2 separate regions of the Mus musculus genome follow, and region 2 is linked to region 1. The links are chromatin contacts, called in public Hi-C maps. All regions are on one chromosome and are shown on one strand. The core of a region is the stretch at or near the end of the contact, and the rest is flanking DNA. Distances in the headings are between cores, read along the strand shown.

Region 1 (6,899 bases), core at 2,717-5,216:
CACCTTCTATGCCTACTAAGGATATAAGCATTATACACACATGATCATACATGTGGCTTAGGTTAGACAATGACTCTTATTCTTTCCTCAATTCTTCAAATCTTTGCACATCTTCTACAATAGGTAAGACCTATTTTCATGCATGCACACATGTACACCTGTGCCCACACACAGGCACACACACATTAATGAGGCACTTTCTAGATGGCACTAGTCAGACTATTAGAAAAGCTCTTTAATGGATTCACAGAAATAACTTAGGGAACTCATTCATGGGTGCCTTCCCCAGGGACTCAGCTCTCAGATCATATGGTCTCACACAGAGAAGGGGAAGAGGCTGTTGTCGGGTGCTTCTACGGCTTATGACAAAGGTAGTGGTTTTTCTTTATGGTTGTTTGGTAGGTATTGAAACCACCCTACTTACAGAGTACATCACTAGTTCTGAGGTTCGGGATGTTATAGTTTAGAAGCATTAATAACTAGCAGGTTGTTTAAGTGATCAATATCTCAGGGTATTCCAACCCAGAGCTCTGTAGAGAATTACATGGTTTATATACATGTCATAGTGTAATTATATAATACACAGTCATATAAAATACGCTTGCATAAATAATGAGTTACAAATAGACAAATCTAGAGAGATTTCAGAAAATGTAGCAAACTAGAAGGAAAGAAGTTGTGCAGTGAGAGAAGCTATGTAGTGGGAGAAGCTGTGCAGTGGGAGAAGCTGTGAGGTGGGAGAAGCTATGTGGTGGGAGAAGCTGTGAGGTAGGAGAAGTTATGCAGTGGGAGAAGCTTTATGGAGGGAGAAGCTGTTCAGTGGGAGAAGCTTTATGGAGGGAGAAGCTGTGCAGCGGGAGAAGCTGTGCAGTGGGAGAAGCTGTGAGGTGGGAGAAGCTATGTGGTGGGAGAAGCTGTGAGGTAGGAGAAGTTATGCAGTGGGAGAAGCTTTATGGAGGGAGAAGCTGTGTAGTGGGAGAAGCTGTGCAGTGGGAGAAGCTGTGCAGTGGGAGAAGCTGTGCAGTGGGAGAGGCGTCTGGGTGCTGTGGAGAAGGCAGGAGACTGGATGGTGTGGCTGGAGCAGGGTAGTTTCTGTGTGACATCATCCCTAGAAAGGCACACAAGCAATGCAATCCAGTGGAAATGCTGAGAGAGAGCAAAGAGGAGGTAGAATGGATGGAACCCAGAAATTAGAAAATGCAACATGCCAGGCCACAGGTAGCCATGTCACACAGAGATGCACGCCACAGCCCAGCCTGTGCAGAGCTGGCCACAGTGTTCACCTGAGGAAACTGTTTGAAGCTCCACAATACTGATTTGCTCAGTCTTTCATGGTTTCATTTTAAATAGTATTGTGATTTTTCTAAGCTACATAAAAATAACACAAAAGTAGAGATAAAGAAAATGAACCTTAACTCGTCACAACGAAGAGTGATGTCATCGTAGCATTAGGTTCACTTCTGTAATAGGTCATTAGAAAATTATGTCATTAAGTAGAATCATGACTTGGCCAGGGACATTCATCTAAAAGCAGAGTGGGACTCTTGATTCTGTCTCCTAATCCTAAGTCCTATGCTCTCCTGATCTCCCTTCAGGTCTTTCCTGATCATGTGTCTTCTCCTTATATTACCCCCTCAGGTCTCAGCAGGGCTTCTGCAATGTGGTTCCTACCTGACAGTAAGAGCTCCAGCATTTCCTGCCTGTCTTGGCCTGTCTGGCTCTCAGACTGGAAACCCCCGGTGTCAGCAAGATATAAGTCTGTTCACTTCTGAGCGCATCTTCTGTGACACAAGCCAGATCCAGTCCTCCTACCATGCCACTCACCTTCGCACTACTCATATGGCTTTTAAAATAGACACGCCACATAGTTAGTGTCTCTTGGGCTGGAGAGAGACTCAGAGGTGAAGAGTACTGGCTGCTCTTCCAGAGCACCCAGGTCTGATGCCCAGCACTCATAGGCTATCTATACCCATCTGTAACTCCAGTTACAGATGCCCTCCCATGCTCTCTTTTGGCTTCCTCAGACACAAGTCATGCAAGTGGTGTATACACACATGCTTGTGCGCATGCGCGCACACACACAGGCACACACACATATAGAAAGACACAAACTGACAGACACACACATATATAAACAGACACAGACAGACACATACACACATACACAGATACAGACAGACAGATACATACACACAGACATACATACACAGACACGGATAGACAAACATATATATACACACACATATATACAGACACAGACAGATACACACACAGATAGACAGGCAGACAGACAGACAGACAGACAGACAGACAGACACACATTTGGAGGGGAGACAGTTCAGTAAGACTGCCTGCTGTTCAAATCCCCAGGACCTGCATAAAAAAGCCAGACATGGCTGTGACTTACACATCACCTTAGTATTACGGAGGGGAGAGACAAGACAATGCAGCTTTCTGGCCACCAGCCCAGCTCCAAGTTCAGTGACATATTGTGTTCTAAGGAGATATAGCAGAAAGAGATAGACTAGGGCTCTCAAGCTCTTCTGGTCATCTATGTACCTACACATCCACCTCACATGTGATGCACTCAAACATGCATATGCACAGACCCTCGCAAGTAACCCACAGGGTCAGTATTAAACCAAACTTCATGGAGAAGCGAGCTTGAAGCTCTACTTCCCCAAACTTCCTTTAACATGGCCTTCAAGCGCTTGTTGGTTCTGTCTTGGGGCAGGGATAAGGGCTGGTGTTGTCATCTGTGTAATCTCAGTGTTTAATTCTGATAAAGTGTACCAGAGCACAAACACACTTCACCAAGGGGAAGTCAAACTCTCAACCTTGGGGCACCCTGCCTGCCTGTGACAACCATACAGATACAAACCCTTAAACAACCATGGTGAGTTTAAAAAAAACAGTCAATGAAGCACACGGCTGCGACATTCATACTCTTGAAAAGCCAGCAGTCTTTTGTTATTGGTAGCCAAAGGGAAGGCAAGGCTTGGCTAGAGCCCTGCATGTTCTGTGTATAAAACTACTCTTTTCTTTGTATAAAACACGTCAACACTATGTACTTCTGTGGTGGTTTGAATGAGAATGACCCCATAGGCTCTTATGCATGGTACTTGGTCCCCAGTTGCTTGAACTGTTTGGGAAGGATTTGGAGGCGTGGTCTTGTTGGAGGAGGTGTGTCAATGGGGGTAAACTTTGAGGTTTCAAAAGCCCATGCCTTCCAGGTTTCTCTCTTTCACTTGCCTTCTACTTGTTGATAAGGATAGAAGCTCTCAGCTACTATTCCAGTGTCATGCCCCTCCGTGCTATTATGCTTCCTGCCACGGAGGTCATGGACTCTAACCCTCTTGAACTGTGAGCCCCAAATTAAATGCTTCTTGTATTAGTTGCCTTGGTCACAGTGTTTTGTCATGGGGACAGAAAAGTAATGAAAACAACCATCCAGGACGGCAGCCACTAGTCTCGAGTGCTATTTAAACTCAGAAGAAATGGGAAGGAAACAAAAGTTAAAAGAAAAAAAAAATCGGTGTCTCAGTCATGACAGCCATATTTCAAGTACCTAGCAACCTGGGACTTGATCGGATCAGAACATTTCCAAAAGCACAGGGAATGTCGGGGCGTCACGACCATAGCAACTGTCCTGTCAAGTCAAGGAATGCTCCGGCAAGCAGGCAGAATGTAGCTGCACTCTCACAATCGATGAAGCAAATGCACAGCTCCCTTGAAGGTCCTGTGCCCTCCAAGTTTGTTCATTCCCGAGTAACAAGATGTGATGAGAGAGGCGCTCGCCAGGCCCAGCTTCCTGCTGTTGTGCTTTCTGCTCCTTCAGAAATGGCTGGACTGTTGGGTGACCACTGTGGGCCGCTGGCACCTTGATGTCATCCTGAATGACTCGGAGCAGTTGAACACAGAGAATGGATGGTCCGAGCCCTGGGAGAAGGGGGCTCATCAATCTGCTCGGAGCTCGGCATGGCTACGGAACATTAATGAGGTTGGGCTCGATTTAAAAGCTGTCTGAGGCATTATGGATGGCAGTGTTCGGTTTCACAGGCGCTGGGAATTTCTGAGATATAATCCTAGCCCCTTTGCTAATGAGTATTGTGATACGGAGACTATCATTTAACTCCTGAGTTTCGCTTTCCTGCCCTTAAAATGGGGCTATTACTGACCTACCTAACCCAGTGTCTGGAGGATTAATGTGCCAAAGAGTGCGGAGCTCTGTGCGAGAAGCCTGCTGTGAGCCAAGCCATTACTTCTGTTCATTCTCATGCAGCAGTTGGGGAACGTTAAAGTCTACGATGTTTGCTCCTTCCAAAATGCATTTTCTTCCTCTGCTTTGTGACATTCCCTGTGTTCCATAGACCCTGCATCTCAAAGGAAAACCAGGCCCTCCGGGAGGATGCACTGAGGTGGTTGGGGGTCACAGACGATTTTTTCCTTCACTTAGCACGGGGCCTTGACACCAGCTCTTGCCGGAAATACAAAGGCAGGCATTGCATGGTGAATTCTCACAGCCCGAGCCTGGGGGAGGGGGGTTGGACTGCCGCCACCACCACTTACATGCAATGATGTTCCCGTATCTGTTCTTCATTCTGTTCTCGTCTTTCTTAGCAGAGTCCCATGGTGCAGACTGTCCTTCAAAGAAGCTCTGGAAGAGAGAGAAAGAGAGAGAGACTTAGTGCATAGCAGTTAGATGTAGTGAACAGAGGGGTTGGAACGGGAGGGGGGGTGTCCTTCAGATGTGGGATGGTGGTCAGGCAGGCAGTCATAGTGAGAATGATGCTGTCTTACTTGGGGGAATATTTTATTTGGCTTTCGCCAAGCTTTGTTTTACATTGGCTAGCACCGCACAGATATAGAGGATACAGAGAAAAATCCCACAATTTATTTAAACAATGCCCTATTGGAGTATTTGAAGGAGAAAAAAAAATCCAACATTTCCCCAAATTTCTTCATTATATTGCAAGTTCCCATTACTCTTTTAAGATATACCTCCCCCCCCCCTCCAATAAATAACCAAAGGAATGTTATTCTGGGCTAGAATGGGAAAGCCAAAACTTTATGACCTCAAGATTAAAATCCTGCTATATACTCTGAATTTTATCTGGATGTATTGTGTCTGAGGGCTTAGGTTTCTCTGTCCCACTTATAATGAAAATGCTTTTTGCTATGAGTGGACAAGTGGCAAGACTGATCTGGGTGGCTCTTACTCCCTCTCTAGTGCCCATGGAGCCCTTGCATGGCCGACACCACGCAGAAGTTGCTGGCAGCCCGTGGTAGTAAACGTGGGCGTTGAGTGAAGCTTATTTCTTGTCATCCCTGGCACTGCAGAGGGAGGGCTCGGGGAGGTGCAGACCGAGCTGCCTGGTGTACAGCAACTGGACCATGTGCACAGTGAACCGTGCTCAGCACGGTCTATGTTTGCCTGAGAAGAGGGGACTGCATGAGAGAGCGAGCTTGTCCACTCACAGTTTGCATTCAATAAATATTTGCCAGTGAATGAAGGGCTGCACTGCCTTGTTATAGTATATATTTGCTGTGATATAATAAACTACTCAAGGCTTTGGAAACTGGTTTGTATTAGTCCATTTCCCACACTATATATGATGTTCTAGAAGCAGGTTACTTATAAAGACAAAAGGCACGTTAATTCACAGCTGGATTAGGTAGCCCTGTCTGCTTGGCTTCTGGTGGTAGATGGCATTATGTTAGTAGCTCACGTGGTGGTGGTGGTGGTGGGGTTGCCAGGGGTCAGAGTAGAACACAGGAAAGCTGAGAGACTCGGCTTCCATAATCCCTTCAGAGGGCCACCCCCAGCTGATTTAAGAACGTGTCAGCAGGTTCTGGTTCTTAAAGACTCCAATTTGAGACGAAACATGAGCACAGTAAAGACCGAACTTCCAACCCATGAACCACTGAGGAGCAAATGATACCTGAGCACAGAGCCACCTGTGCACACGTCACAGGCTTCATCCAGACATAATCTGTGCCACCCCCATCGTCTACATCATACCAGGTCTTGTTTCTCTGACCCAGATGAGTTTTCACAACTAATAGGCAGGAAAATGCCTGACCACTGCTCTGTCCAACCATGGATTGTAAGCCTTGTCAACAGTGTGCCCATGGCACAAACCAGCAACAGCCACCACTTCCTGGCATTCTGGGACCAGAGTACCATGCCACCAGCACAGGAACTGAGTATGAACTGCTCATCTCCATCTATGGTCCCTTAGCCATGGTCATAAAAGACATGCTACTTTTAAAATATACTTATTATTGTGAAAAACGTAGGGGAGGGCTGGAGAGATCAGTTAGTGGACTAGAACACTTGCTGCTCTTGCAGAGGACCTGGGTTTGGCTCCCAGCATCCACACAGGAGCACACAATCATCTGTAACCCAAGTTTTAGCGGGTCAGATGCTCTTTCTCTGGCTTCTGTAGGTACACACATGCAAAATACATACACACATACAAAATACTCAGACATATAAAATAAAAATAAAATAAAAAAGACAAAGATGAGAGGCTGTGTGTATGAACAGCTAAAGTAACAATCATATACTACTGGCTTATATATCCTGAGGACAAAGGATATATAAAATTTTTTCAAGTTATTAATAAATTGAGATGATGAAAGTACAATTGAAAACTTATCAGGTAATTTCATCCAGAGAATGACCACTATATAACCCGGAGATCATAAACAGGTAACCCATACCAAGCTACAGTATGTTAACTCAGCTCTGCCCTGTGACACATTTAAAAATAGCTCCGGGGACTTTTAAAGTCAACTGTTCTTGTTCTGAGAAGTGTCTTTGTTATCCTCCGAATGACAATTATTTCGCAGTTTGAGTAATAACTATTATTTGACTTCTAACAATGTAATTCTAC
Region 2 (7,409 bases), core at 4,773-7,272, 500 kb after region 1:
TCGCCAGGTATTAGCTTAGACTATAAACGCAGATTACTTGAGAAATCTAAAGTAAGTCAGGTTTGTTCTTACATTATTCTCTTAAAGGTAGGTTAAATAAACAGGCTGTGTACATAGCAGCTTAGCAATCTTAAGTGTTCTCAGAAAGTATGGCAAAAGTTCCAGTCTCCTAGAATGTAAGAGAGATTTTCATCATGATATTGTTCCATCACCCAATGCTATGTATATTGTATGAACAAAAATCAACAAAAATGATTTAAGCAAATACTGAAGAATGTAGGGAAGAAAATGATAATTTAAGTTTTAACCTGGTGGGTTCAGATGGATAGAATAAGCATCTATTACTACCAGTGAACATATAAGGACTGACAGGCCCAATATTGAAGAGTTTTCAAGGAAGTGTCTACTGGCTAGTCTCACAGCTAAAAATGGCCAGGGCTTCAGTTAGAAACCCCACTCCCAAGCATTAAGGATAGAAGGACGCTAGTCTAGTTTTCTGTCTATTGTTGTGATACACTGACCAAAAGTAACTCAGGAAAGAAAGGGTTTATTTCATCCTACCATTTCATGTAATGGTCCCTCACTGAAGGACGTCGGGGCAGAAACCCATTCAGAGACCATGCAGGAATGCTGCTAAGTGGCTTGTTCCCATGGCTTCTTCAGCTTGCTTTCTTATGGAACCCAGGATCACTTGATGAGGGTAGCACTAGCCACAGTAGACATCAATCATTCATTAAGAAATACCCCCAAAGAAGGCCAAGATGGTCCCTCTTCCCAGATGACCCTACCTTATGCCAAGTTGCCAAAACTCTAACCAACACAGAGGCCTTCAAGTGTGTTTTGCTAAAAAGAAGGCTTGTTGTTGTTGTTGTTGTTGCTTGTTTGTCTGTTGTTCCCAATATCAGGCCCACTGGGGAAGCCTACTGCCTTTAAATGTTTTAATGAAAATAGACATGAAAGGGGAGGAGGAAATGAGGGTACTATATGTAATTCATGTGAGCAGAGAGGAACACGGTGTCGCTCACATCTTGGACTATATGTGCTCAAGGCTACCCAAAGGATGGCTCCCACTTCCAAGAGAGCATGTTCAGGTTCTCCCTGATGTCCTATTCATGTATCTCCTGACTTCTAACATTTTCTCATCCAAACTGGGAAACTTTAGAAACTGGAAGAGGGCATGGATATCATTTTGCTGGAGAAACCAGTTCATAGCAGGAATATTCCAAGGAAGAGGAGACTTCTCATTGTGCTGAGAGCTACCATGAGCTGAGAGTTATTCCTGGCTTCCCAGCCCACATCCACTTTGGGGGTATCCTTGCATTTCTAGGAGAACACCTACCTATTCAAGGACAGAGTTCCAAGTCCTTCTACTCAGCTTTCGCAAGTCCCATGCACGCCTCCATGAATCCCCCTTTGCCAGAGCACATTCTGCCTGCTGCTATCTCCTCTGTGTATCCCTTCACTAAGTCCTTATCTATCTGACCTTGGGACCCAGGCTCCTTACACTAAGGATGGCAGAGGCATGGATAGGCAACAGGTGGGGTAGGGCGCTATAAGTTGGGGACATGGAAAACTTGTCATTTAGAGGCCAGATATTGCTACCCACATGGGCAACAGCTGTGAATCCAACCAGACCAAGGTGTACTGATAGATAGCAGGCTAGGCTAGAAAGGGCTCCAGAGGAGAATCAGGGGCTTGTGGACTGATGTAAGAGGGGAAACAGTTTGGATTTTCCTCTTTGTAAAGGATCAGAGTATCTAGAAGAATTCAGCCACAGGTGAACAAAGCCAGAGTGAGTCTGTGTCTTGGAGAAGGTGACAGTGTGTGTGTGTGTGTGTGTGTGTGTGTGTGTGTGTTAGAGAATGGAACAATGTGGGTGTAAAGAGCAAGTCACCAGGAAGCCCATTTTCTCTTTCTGCATCAGCCCCCTGCTTCATCTGCTATAGACAAGAACAGGCATCTCAGTCATTGAGGTCTGCCACTCTTAGGGGGCAATGAACATGTATTGTGTATCAATCTCTTTGTAAACTATGACCATCTATCAGTTTTGCCCAAAAATATCCAACGCTGGTGAGGAAAGAAGCCACCTACTTCTCTCACACAGTGTGCTTGTTCACCTCCAAACACCTCAAATGCCCTCACTAGAGGAAGGTTCCAGCAGGGTTGTGTGAGCAGTGAAATGTGGGATGTCTCTGGCAGCCCCAGGGCAGGTGCAGAAGAGACCCATGAGGTTTACACAGCTGCCTCATCGGATGGGAGACGGAAAGGGTTTCACTGATGATGAAAGAAGAGCGGGGGGGGGGGGGGGAGGGGCAGCTGGAATGAACAGAACGTGGAATCCATTACGCCTAGAAAGAAATGGGAACTGTCAGCCTTTCCATCCAGAATTAGAAAGCTGGCCCTAGATCTGGCACATCAGTGACATCACTGGCAAAGTTGCTCAGCGTACCCGAGGTGACACAGCTCGGCAACTTATGGGTGCCGTTCTAAACACTCTGAAAGTCTCTGCTTTTATAGACTTAACAAAAAACATCATCGTTTATTTATTTCATTCTTGTTTTAAAACAATCACGCTCACAAAGGGAAGAGGGAATAGTGAGATGGGAGGATATGGGGGGGGGGGGAGGAAGAACACCTGACTACTGAGCAACTTTGGAAGGTGGGCATCCACCAAACACTTTCGTGAAGATGCTGCTGAGATATGCAATTCTGTTGAGTGCCAGAAGGGGAGGGATAAATAATGCGTTGTCATAGCAATTAGTGGAGTTGATTGGCAGGGAAGACAGACAACCTTCCCTGAAGGCCAGGAGACTCTCAGAAGATACTCCTGTTTGAGTGTCCCCCCACTACACTCGGGATGGAATGTCATCTTTGTTGGAAACATTAAGAAGATAGAAACAGTCCAACCAGGGTACTTGTAGAGTAGGGACTTCAGGAATAGACGGCTAAAGGATGCCATGGAGCCAGGCTCTGATGCAAAGGGACCAAGGCTTAAGAGCAGAAACGTGTAACAGAAGGTTTTCGTTTACCATAGGATGTCATGTGCAACCCCAGCAAAGTGAAATTCTCAAACAGTAAGACAGGATGGAAAAGTAACCTCACTTTGCAAGCATGGCAGAGATGAGTGTCCCACCAGCAAAGGTGACCTCAGCAGGTGCAGCCTCTTGGCCTTGAACCTGCAGAACTGAAAACTGACTAAACCTTGCTACTTTATAAATTGCCCAGTCTGTGGGAGAGGGGGGGGGGCAGGCAACAGAAAATGGGCTACCCAGGAGATGAAAGCCTTTTTCCAATAACTGTAACAATAAATATCATTTGCTAATAGCCAAGAGTATGGTGGCAACAATATTGAAAAGGTAAGGGAAGAAAATGGTTTTTCTTCTCTGAGTTCCTAAATGCTTAGAGTACAGTTATTAAGAGTCAGAACCAAGTCGGAATTACTGTGTTGCTCCTTGATGCCTTAGCCCAGTACCATTTATGTACACAGTAATTTTATAATTAAAAACATGATTAAAAAATGAGCACTCTTTTCCCAGTCCAGAACCAACTTCACTGTAACTGGGAATGTTTACAAAGTTGCTGAGTGATAAAGGGAAGGGTTGGATGCAGGGTTAACTGGGGTCAACATCAGGACCTGCGGGTGACAATCCGAAGGCCTGTCTCTGAGCAGTCTGTGTGTTTACTGTCCCCATCAGAGCAATGAGAGTGAGTTGGGTATGTTGGTGAACTTCTTGAGATGTTTGGTTTGGATTTCACTTTCGTGGTTATTTGCATTCCATCCAAGAAAATGCAAGCAATCTCAATGGGCTTCTGGGGCGGCCTCCCTGTGACCTCTCTCCCAGGAGGACTCCCATACATCCGGTGCTTCTCAGCTCTGCTCAGAATACCACAAAGTCCTCAGTTGGTTCCATATGTGAAGTGATCTAAAATGCAGACAGAATGCAAGGAGACTTGGTGGTTTGAGAACACTAAAGAGAAGGAAGGTCCCAACAGACACACACACACATACACACACACACACACACACACACACACACACAAATTGCAAGGACCCAACAGCAGCCTGAAGGAACACTCACCTCTGCCATGTTTAGAAAGTGTGGTTAATTTTTTTCTTCTGTTTTATTGTTTGAAAATTTCATACATACTTGTGTATTTTGCCCTAATCTGTACCCCCTTCTTGCTCTCCTCTATGAGTCCTCTAAATGGGCCCTCCCCTATGAATCTTCCCCATGAGTCCTCCCCTATGAATCCTACCATGAGTCCTCCCCTGAGTCCTCCCATGACTCCTCCCCATTAGTCCTCCCCTATGAATCCTCCCCATTAGTCCTCCCCTATGAATCCTCCCCATGAGTCCTCCCCTATGAATCCTCCCATGAATCCCTCTCCATGAGTCCTCTCATGAGTCTTCCCCTATGAGTCCTCCCTATCCCTTTACAACCACTGTCCTCTCTTCAGTGAACTGGCTGAGTTCACTTAGTGCTGTCTGTATGAACGTGGGTATAAGACCATCCCTGGAAAAAACCAAGTACTCCTCTCCCAGTCATCAGGTGCCAATACCGTCCCAGCCAGAGGTGGCATCCCTGAGCTCCCTGCTCCAGCTCAGATTTTGTCTGCCTTGACCTTGTGCCGGGAGAGCATTCAATGGTGGTGAGGGAAAATAGAATACAAGTGAGATTTTTTTTTTCCAAAAACTGATTTAGACTAAGTTTTCCTCCAAATTGACTCACATTCAAGAGATAGTCGGGAATCTGGGAACAAGGCTCAGTGCGGTACAGGGATTGCCATATGCATCTGACCACCTGAGTTCGGATGCTCCAAAACCACACAAAAAGCCAGAAATGATAGTATACACTGCACATGGGCCAGGTAGCCTGGCACAAGAAGCACTGGGCAAACAGAGTGAGATACTCTGTTTCAGAGAAGGCTGAAAGTGAGGAGCAACACCCAATGCCTTGTGACCTCTGCATGCATGCCATGCATGTGTGTGCTCAAACATACATGTATACATGCATAGACACGCAACAAACGCATGTCATAAGACAAACACAAGTACGCATACATAAAGATTTCTTTACATTTTTAAATGATACCATTGACAAATACTTAACTTGTTACCACAGCAACATACAACAATCTTAAATCCTTAAAGTCACAAACTGGGTCCACAAGACAGACGCATGGAGAGGTGGGGCCTCTTTTAACCTCCTGTTGATGTTCTGAACTGGTAGAACTAAAATACATTTCATTCCACTTCAGCTGAACAAAGGACTGTGTGTGGCTCATGGCAATGTGACTCTGAGCAGAATAAGAGCTACATTCTTATTAGCTGGACAAAATTCTGCCCAACGCATTATTGTCGCTTGCTTATTGATTTTGCTTCTACAAGTGTCTGATGTTCGGCACTGCGTTCAAAAAGAAGAGAAATCCACCAACAGCTTGCTTTTCTCTTTTGCTGAAACATAGACAAACCTTACCTGAATTTTGTCACCACTTAGGAAAAGGACAACCCCCAAAAACTCATGACCTCAGACTTCAAGCTTCTTAACTCTGCCAACCCACTCTCTGGTTTAACCTTTCTTAGCATTTTCTTTCATTCACTAGAAAAGACTGCCTGAAATGTATCCCTCTGTTCTCAGGGCCTCCCAAGCTTCCTCCATACCGGCTTCTGCAGTCCTGGCCCTCACAGAGAAAAAGGAATAATTAAGCAGGGGCTGCTTCAGGCTCCAACTAGCAGCCCCACATGATACAAGTATTTCTTTCCATCACCACCGTTAGGCATGATGGAAGAAGAAAACCTACGCTTTTGAGTTGTGTGTTCTGGATGTGGCATAGCTCATAGAGGTTCATGATCTGGGAGCTTGGACACAGATACACAGCAATGTGAAGAGGTGACAAGGTGGGGAGGAAGGGGTCTGATGGGGGGCAAGTAGGTCATGAGCCTTTCCCACAGGAAGGGCTTGGCGCCCATCTGCAGCAGCAGGCGAGCTTGGGAGTTGTGTGAGCCATATGTGGCAGCTCAGCCTGCTTTGTCAGCCTCCTCTTCAGTTTCTCTTTCTGTTCCTCTGTCATATTCTAATCTAACACTAGCTCTCAAGAGAAGCCAAGCAGGAGCAAGCACAGAACGGAATGCCAGGGACAGTAAACCTTGACTGTGTGTTACAATACCAGTCCTCTACCCACCCAGAGGATCGAATTCCTTCATCTTCCTGGGGTCCTGTTTCACCTTTTATGGGAATTCCTTTCTAATTTGGCTACCTTTGAGAAGCACCAGGGCTTCAAACACTCCATATACCAGCCATGTGGACATCAACGGAGCAGGAGTCTCTGCGTAGAATCCATGTTTGTATGATCCCATGTTTCCAGCTTGCGTTCACTGCTGGGGCTTCCTCCCCGTGTTTCTACATTTTTGAAGAACAGGTTTAAGTCTGTGTAATTCTCTACTTGATGAAACACAGCCTTCCTCATTACTAAAGTAAAAAGCAGCCAGTGTGGACAAGGATGTTGAGAAAGATCATTTGTGTATTGCTGATGGAAATGTAAATCAGTACACTCGTTCGTGACCCAAACAAAACCAACAAGATCGCCCATATCATCCAGCCATCTCATTTCTGGGAAAATACATACAAAGGAAAAGATCCCAGTGCATTAAGGAGACAACTGTACTCCATGCTCATAGCAGGTTTGCTAGCAATGGAATCAACCAGTGTCCCTTGGTAGATGATTAAAGAAAATATGGCGCACATTACATATTGGGAAAGTATTTAACAGTGAAGGACAATGAAATCTTGTTATCTACATTAACTGAACCTGTCTAGTGGTCATGATGATAAGTGAAACAAGCTATGTTCAAAGAGAGGGAAACAAACAACTAACAGTAACAACAAAACATGTTCTCACTGTTAGGTAAAAACTACACTTGTTGAGGACAGGAAATAGAGAGCCCACGAGAGGTCACTGGAGGTTGTAAAGGTGGGGAGGAAGAGGAAGAACAGGTGGGTAGTGAGATGGGAGGAAGTTACTCCCAGTGTTTGACATCATGATACTATATGTAGATGTCACTACAGCATGACCCTGGGGAATATGGGTTCACCGTTTGTGTGTATTTCAAACAACTACAAGTGCTTGGCAGCTCTGTGTTTGATGTTGCCACCATGGAAATTTGAGTGTTTGAGGTGATTGGTGTTTTGTGTCCACGTATAGAAATGTCACATCTTCCTCATGAGTGTACACCATTGTGTGTCGGTGAGAATGGGCGTTCACAGGTGGGACTGAGGGAGGCTCTGCAGATACACATGTATCCGTCCGTACCTCCTTCACTGCCTTCAGCAGGAAGCACGCGAGTCCTGTTCTTCTTGACCACTGTTCACATCAGGCAATTGCTTTCTGCTGGCCTGAGGTGCCCAGAG

Evidence for each region. Hi-C and Micro-C count contacts between places; a contact is called where the count stands out from the background.
Region 2: a contact with region 1 is called in a Hi-C map of nephron progenitors, with 3 times the contacts expected there. The contact joins two enhancer-like sites.

The regions. Positions count from the first base shown.
Region 1 is chr17:66,757,560-66,764,458 of GRCm38.p6, forward strand. Ptprm (protein tyrosine phosphatase, receptor type, M) reads right to left here. Exons shown (of 31, transcript NM_008984.2): 18 at 4,570-4,657. Among named protein-coding and RNA genes, the nearest start is that of 1700016K05Rik, 47 kb to the left of the region's middle. Within about 2 kb of position 3,967, at least 9 of the 459 cell types and tissues checked have an H3K27ac peak or open chromatin away from gene starts, as enhancers often do. A contact at or near this core is called in nephron progenitors, where this site is marked.
Region 2 is chr17:67,254,174-67,261,582 of GRCm38.p6, forward strand. The region is part of intron 1 of Ptprm (protein tyrosine phosphatase, receptor type, M); the gene reads right to left. Among named protein-coding and RNA genes, the nearest start is that of Gm52313, 33 kb to the right of the region's middle. Within about 2 kb of position 6,023, at least 9 of the 459 cell types and tissues checked have an H3K27ac peak or open chromatin away from gene starts, as enhancers often do. A contact at or near this core is called in nephron progenitors, where this site is marked.